2 separate regions of the Sus scrofa genome follow, and region 1 is linked to region 2. Evidence: chromatin contacts called from public HiChIP or PLAC-seq data. All regions are on one chromosome and are shown on one strand. Each heading gives the region's core, a stretch centred on a gene start, on an enhancer-like site or on the middle of the called end of the contact. The rest is flanking DNA. Distances are from core to core; before and after follow the strand shown.

Region 1 (3,744 bases), core at 745-3,244, 60 kb after region 2:
CCCCCAGATTCCCTACCCTGGCCGCCAGGGCATGGTCAGCCCCGCCCCTCCAGTTGTCCCCTTGTGCCCTTTTCCATCATGGTCCAGCCTGTGAATTCCCCAAGTTCATTTACTGCCTCTGGATTTTTCATATACGCCGTTCTCTCTTCTGGGAATGCTGCTCTGCTCTTTTCACTGTGTTCCTGTCTCGACCTACTTGTCTTCTTCACATTTCACTGCAAACATCACTTCCTAGAGAGGCCCTCTCTGATCATTTCGATCTAAATTACAACTCACTCTCTATAATTTTCTCTCCTGACCCTTGGGATGGCTTTCAATTATAGACTTCACATAGCCATGGTTGTTTGAGAGGCAGCAAACAGGATAGGGATAGTTAAAAGCTTTGGTGCTCTGGAGCCAGGCATCTTGGTTGAAATTCCAGCTCAACCACTTCTGCCTCTTTGGCCTCAGGCAGGTGACTCATCCTGTATCCACGAGGACGAAGGTTCAATCCTGGGCCTCGCTCAGTGGGTTAACGATTCAGCGTTGCCATAAGCTGCAGTGTAGCTGCTCGGATCTGGCGTGGCTGTGGCTGTGGTGTAGGCCAGCAGATGCAGCTCCAATTTGACCCCTAGCCCAGGAACTTCCATGTGCCGCTGGTGCGGCCTTAGAAAATGAAAAAATAAATTATAAATAAATGAAATTTTACCTGCATGTTTAATAATAAAAAAAAGGTTGGTAGATGTGCAGCGTGTGAAGGTAGTGTAGTACGCACTGTATAAAAGGCCCCTGTGGGTGAGCTGAGGAGAGAAGTAAGGAGAGCGCTCGAGACGCCCGTGGTTCAGGCCGGGGCTGGAGCCGTGGCTCAGATGATGCATGTTTCTCCTTTTCCCTGGTGGAGCTTCCCTGTCCTCCTCTTCTGTGTGCCATCCTCTTGTATTCCAGACCAGAGGTTGGACTGTTTCCTCCGCTGTAAACAGGGTAATGAAAGTGCTGTGAGAACTCAGGGTTAAGATAGAGAAAGCACCCAGGGAGGGCCTGGCCCCCTTGAGGGGTCCTTGACTGGGGCTCACTTGGCTCCCAGCCCCATTTGTGGCGGGGCCCTCATGTCTGCCCAGCATTCCTGGCTGTTGGTAAATCTCTGTCGGATGGAGGAATGAATAGACACACGTGGGTTCACCCTGATCCTGCCCTCCTTCCACCCCTACCGTGCCCAGTGGGCTCTGGGCGAACAGATAGTCTCTACCGCCGGTCTGTGCCAAAGAGAAAGGCCACCTGGGAGGGGAGTCACTGGGCATTTGGGGCAGGGGAGATGGACAGGTTTTTTGAGTAAGGCTTGTGCTGGAAGCTTTGGCTGCAGGGCAGGGTCTGGTAGTCAGTAGTGGGGATTGAGGAGATAAGGGAGGAGGTTCACTCAGGGCCCCAGGTGAGAGAGGGCAAGACCTAGGCAGAGGCCCAGGGTGGGGGTAGAGGGGTGAGTGTCAAAATCACAGTTCCTGCTTTTGGGCACCTCTCTGTCTAGGCCCTGGGTCAGGTGCTTCACGAGCTGCCTGATTTAATCCTCATGACCTCATTGTGCAGCAGGGACCTCTTGTTTGTCTCTTTATGTTTTTCAGATGGGGAAACTGAGGCTCAGAGAGGTGAGGTCACATGCCCAAGGCCCCACAGCTAGAGAGTGGCAGAGCCGGGACTCGCCTCAAGGTCTGTCGGACTCCGCCACCAGGCTCTGTGCCTCTGCCACTGAGCAGCCCCGTGTGGCCTTGGACAGGTGCTGCTCCTCCCAGTCCCCTGTTCCCTGGCCCATGCTTTTTGAGGGCATGGTTAGACACTCATAGGAGTCAAGGATGTGGGCCCAAAGGTCTTATCTGGTCCTTAGAATGGGGGGAGCTGGGTCTGTGGGAAGTCCTGGAGGCTAAGGCTGGGCTGGTTTTCCTGGGCCTTAAGCAGAAAGGGTGAGGTTCCTCTCAAGGCAGAAGGAGGAACATTTGGGTTTTGGGGTGAGAGGAGGAAGTGGGTGGTGCTGAGAAGTTGCCTGGGGAAGCAGGGAACCTGCCTTCTGCTTTCTGCTCTGTCAGTGACACAGTCTGTGAAAGGTGAAGGGAGTCAGAGGCTTCACACTTCCCTTCTCAGAGCTTCAATTATCTCATCTGTCAGATGGATTGACTGTGGCCCCTGCCCCTAGGGCTGATCCCACTGAATCTCTAAGGGTAAACTGTTTGGGACCTCACAGTTGTTGGTGGCTGGCTTTTTTTTTTTGTCTTTTTAGGGCTGCACCCTCAGCATACAGAGGTTCCCAGGCTAGGGGTCAAATTGGACCTGTAGCTGCCAGCCTACACCTTAGTCACAGCAATGCAGGATCTGAGCAGCATCTGTGACCTACACGACAGCTCACAGCAACACTAGATCCTTAACCCATTGAGTGAGGCCAGGGATTGAACCTGCGTCCTCATGGATGCTAGTCAGATTTGTTTCTGCTGAGCCATGACAGGAACTCCTGGCTGCCATTCTTTAGCGGTCATCAGTCACCATGTATAGTGCTCTACTTTTATTTTTCATTTTTGTTTTAGTTTTTAATGTTTTAGAACTACACCTGTGGCATGTGTAAGTTCCCAGGCTAGGGGTTGAATTGGAACTGCAGCTGCCAACCTATACCACAGCTACAGCAAGGTGGGATCCGAGCCACATCTGTGACCTATACCACTGCTCCTGGCAATGCAGGATCCTTGACCTATTCATTGAGCAAGGCCTGTGATTGAACCTGCATCATCATGGATACTGTTCAGGTTCTTAATCTGCTGAGCCCCAACAGGAACGCCTTTATTTTTCATTTTTATTATTACTATTTTGGCTGCACCCACAGCAGGTGGAAGTTCTCCCACCCAAAGATTGAATCTGGGCCACAGCTGCTACCTACTCTGTAGCTGCGGCAATGCCGGATCCTTTAACCAACTGCTCTGGGCCTGGGATTGAATCCTCTCCTCTGCAGTGACCCAAGCTGCTGCAGTCAGATTCCTAACCCACTATGCCACACCAGGAACTCCACCATTGCACCATTTTAAATCATCTGACCAGCCCTTTTCCAGTAGGGATTGTCCCCTTGGTTTAGGCAGGACCCTGTCTCAGAGAGGTGGTAACTTGCGCCAGGTCACAGTTAGTGCCTGAAGGTTCTTGGGTTGGAATCGGCTCCACTGACTTGAAGCTGCTTTCTGGTGCATGGGAGGGTCAGTGACCCCTGTCATGCACTGCCACCCCTGGCCATGTGACCTTGGGTAAATCACATCACTTCTCTTTGTCTCCATTTTGTCTGTAAATTGGAGAGATAATAGGGCCTGCCCCACAGGGTTGTTTGTGAATTAATAAATGAGTTTGTGTGACTCTTGTCACAAACACTTGTTGTCATTTCCAGCTGATCCTCAGGACAGCCTGTGTTGTAAGTGGATAGGAGGTTCTGTTAGTAGCCCGATTCACTGATGGGAATTCAGTAATCACACAGGGAGGTGATAGGCCTGAGGTCACATTTACAGGGATAGCCTTGGAAATCCCATTCCTGTCCCCTGCACACAGCTGCCACCTGCCAAATGATTGGGTGGATGTGGACAGGGTTTTAAGCGAGGTCAACTCAGGCTGGCTTAAGCAAGAAGGAAATTGATGATAGCTGAAAATCCAGGTGCTCCAGGCACACAGGAAGAACTCAGGAGTCTTTTTCTCTCTATCCTTGGCCTTGTATAGGTTTCATTCTCTCCTCTCCTAGTGGCGAAATGGTCC
Region 2 (3,290 bases), core at 26-2,525:
GCCCTGGTAGCTGGTGGGGACTTGCCACCAGTGCCAGAACCTGGGAGGCCAGCACATGCCTTCTTCATTGGCTTCATCTTTTGTCCACCTGCAGGGTGAAAGGGCAGACGGGGATCATTGGAAGCAACTCAGGAAGACTCCCAGACCCCGTTTTCCCCAGGACTTTCCACTTGCTGAGGCCACTGCCTCACCTCCACAATCTCCAAGGTCTCCTTCCTGGCTGCCCCTGGCCGGCACCCAGACACAGACTGGCACCCATCTGCCTCCTGTGCAGAGAACAGAGTAGGTGCAAGCACACACTCTGACTGCCCCAAGGGGACATGACAAGCAGTAACAGTTCATGCCTATGGAGCACTAACTTTATGCCAAGCCCTGGGCTAAGCCTGACTTTATTAACCCATTTCAGCATCACAACAACCCTAAGAGGCAGGTGCTACTATCAGCCCCATTCCACACTTGAGGAAAATGGAGCACAGAGAGATCAAGCAACCTGTCTAAATTCATCCAGCTAGGAAAGGGCAGAGCTAAGATCTGAACCCAGGCGATCTGGCTCCAGTCTGTGCTCCTAACCATTTCAGTGTGCTGCCGCCTGTCACATGATCCAGAGGGCACACTTCCTTGCACTGTCACTGTCCAGAGAGCACGCACACTCACACACACACATGCACAGGCACACAGTCACAGAAAGGGAGGTAACGGGGCTGTGATGGGAGCCTCTCTCTACCACCACCCCCCGACCCCCATGGGCAGCCTGGGCATGGCCAGGCATTGTGGGAAGGAGTGCGTAGCTGAGAGTCCCAAGGGACAGCTGCCCACGTTGCTCTGCACCCCAGGCCTGCCAGGTATAGCTGTCTCCCCAGATCCTGGCAGGGAACAGGCAGGGGCAAGTCTGGGGCAAAAGCTCATACCCAATGCTGCCACGGGGCCGTGAATAAGCACACACATGCCCACAAAGCCACACACACACACACACACACACACACACGCACACACAGAGGCACGCACACGTCATCACACAGTGGGGCACAGAGCTACACCCCAGGGTTTCACTGTCCCACTGGATGGAAGCCTGCCCCTCCCCCCACAGCACCCAGTATGATACCCGAAAGCCCAGCCCCCTCTTCTGACCTGCTTGCATCCCCGCCCTGGCTGGGCTGGCTCTGGCAAGGTGGCGGAGCCGACCGGGCCCCCCTGGCCCCCAAATATGCCCTCAGACTCCAGGTGGGGGTAAGTAGGAGAAGGTCAAAGAAAGCAGGACAAGCCCAGCAGACCAACCTCACCCACTTCCTGAACAGTCATTACTGCCCGCCCCCTTTCAAGCTGCCCTGAGAAAAGAGAAGGGAAAAAACTTTACTCTAAAGTGACTAAGAGAACCTGAGAGGCCCAAAGGGGGGGCCTCTTGGAGAGTTGGGGGACCCAGGACCATAAGACAAACACAAGCAGAGGCAACCCTGACTTCAGGCTCCTACGGTATCCCTGACCACATGCTCTCCTACTTGGGGCCTGCTGCTCCCTTGGGTCCTGCAGTCCCAGTTGGCCCCTTCTCTGAGCCATACCTAGGGTCCTCACAGGCAGAGGCTGGAGGGCCCGGGGCTTCTCACACTGGGACAGGAACCCAAGTGCCCAGGAGTCACCACCACCACCTTCTCCCCACTGACCTGCTGGGCCCATCATCCTGAGGACTGAGATCCAGCCCCAACACAAACCTTTGCAGACCCCACCCAGGGCCTGTAACTACACTGCCTGGCACCCCTGGACTCTGCTGCCCAGCCCAGCCTCATCACACCAGAAACCAAGCAGCCTCTCTCTTTCCCTTGGGGCCTACTCTCTTCCTGTCCACTCCTCTCTGGCTAACTCCTACCCAAGGCCCTGTGAGCCCTCACCTCCCTCAGAGTCTAAGCAGTAACTCCTGAACCCCGGGCCGGCCCAGGCTCTTCAGGGTCTCCTGTCCTCTGCTCCCATCGGGCCTCCTAGCACCAGTTTCTCTGCCACACTCTCTCCCATCCTGTCACCATCTCTATCTCTACCTCTCTCTTCAGAGGCCCTAGGTCCCCTCCTCAGGCACCCCTCCTTGTCAACCTCATCTATCTCTGTCACCTCTTCCCTCCAGTCACTCTCATGTCAGCCATCTCTGGACCTGTCACCTCTCCCCATCAGCTCTCCTTGTCACCCCCTCGAACTCTGTCCCCTCCCTCTCCCTGTCACCCTGATCTAGTCCTATCAGCCCTCCATTCCTGTTACCTATTTTCTGCCCAACACCCCCTCCTTGTCAGCCTTTTTCTGTCACTCCTCCTCCCCACCACCTCCTCCACTCAGTCCCCTTCCCACCATCCTACTCACGCCTTTTCCCCTGTACCCCCTCCCCGTCCCTGCCACCTGTCCCCTCTCGGCCCCAGCACCCCAAATACCCCCTGCCTGTGTCAGCCCTGGCCCCGCCCCTCACCTCGGGCTCAGCGGGGTTTCGGGGCGGGGGCCGAGGCCCCGGCTCGGTCCGGTCCGGTCCCTCCCCGCCCCCCCTCCGGCTCTCCCTCTCGATTCTCCCTTTTTTTTTACTCCAACATACAAAATGGTGAATGGACCTGCAACAGCTGGAGCAGCCAGCCAATCAGCGGCCACAACCCCGCTGACCGGCGCCATCCTAGACCAATAAGTATTCGGAGCCTGGACAGCTCCGCCTCTCACCGCCGAGCGACGCTTGCCACAACCAATCGCGCCCACCCGGCAGCGCTAGGGGGTGGGGCCAAAGTCCAAGATCGGCCTCCCTCTGGGACCGACACCAACCCGAGCCTACGACCGCCGGATCAGCCCAGGATCCCTCCCTACATGAAATGATCGGCACCAGTATTGACCAATCGTAGTCCGTCTTAGTACCGAATGACGAATACAGTACCCAGTCGCCTTGCACTCTAGGCCGGAACCCAGCCTCTGTGAGGGACAGTAGCCAATGAAATGAAAGAAGGTGGGGCTAAGGGACAGGCACTCCAATGAGAAGGCTCGGAAGGCGTGGCCTGAGCATTTGTTGACCGGCTAATCGCAGTTCCTGCTGGGAATGGTAGTCTTCTTACATCTCCGGCCCATAGTCGACAGTACAAGGCAGACTACAACTCCCATGTAACAGAGTGCTTGGAGCACCGAAGAACCCGTGCGAGGAGAAAAAGTCGAAAGGGCAGTTCCTCTTGAGTCTCACTGGACACCAGGGGCATCTTAGACCCAGGGCCCCGACTCACCCGGATTCCCGGCTCTGGCGTCGCCGCTGGCTCCTCTCAGTGGCGGCGGTAGCGGCACAAGGG

The links. HiChIP or PLAC-seq counts read pairs in DNA pulled down with a chosen protein or histone mark.
Region 1: a contact with region 2 is called in an H3K27ac HiChIP or PLAC-seq map of alveolar macrophages. The contact joins the enhancer-like site here to the promoter of CIC in region 2. A contact is called at or near these places in 2 of 5 promoter capture datasets (fetal liver and liver), 4 of 47 Hi-C or Micro-C datasets (fetal liver, heart right ventricle, liver and 1 more) and 1 of 2 datasets of contacts at active chromatin or transcription factors (alveolar macrophages).

What each region holds. Positions count from the first base shown.
Region 1 is chr6:49,722,002-49,725,745 of Sscrofa11.1, forward strand. The region is part of intron 5 of DEDD2 (DNA-binding death effector domain-containing protein 2); the gene reads left to right. Among named protein-coding and RNA genes, the nearest start is that of DEDD2, 13 kb to the left of the region's middle. Within about 2 kb of position 1,995, at least 10 of the 83 cell types and tissues checked have an H3K27ac peak or open chromatin away from gene starts, as enhancers often do. A contact at or near this core is called in alveolar macrophages, liver and retroperitoneal adipose tissue, where this site is marked.
Region 2 is chr6:49,662,871-49,666,160 of Sscrofa11.1, forward strand. CIC (protein capicua homolog) reads right to left here and starts at 1,276. Exons shown (of 22, transcript XM_021094423.1): 1 at 1,129-1,276; 2 at 1-88. The coding sequence starts at 1,138.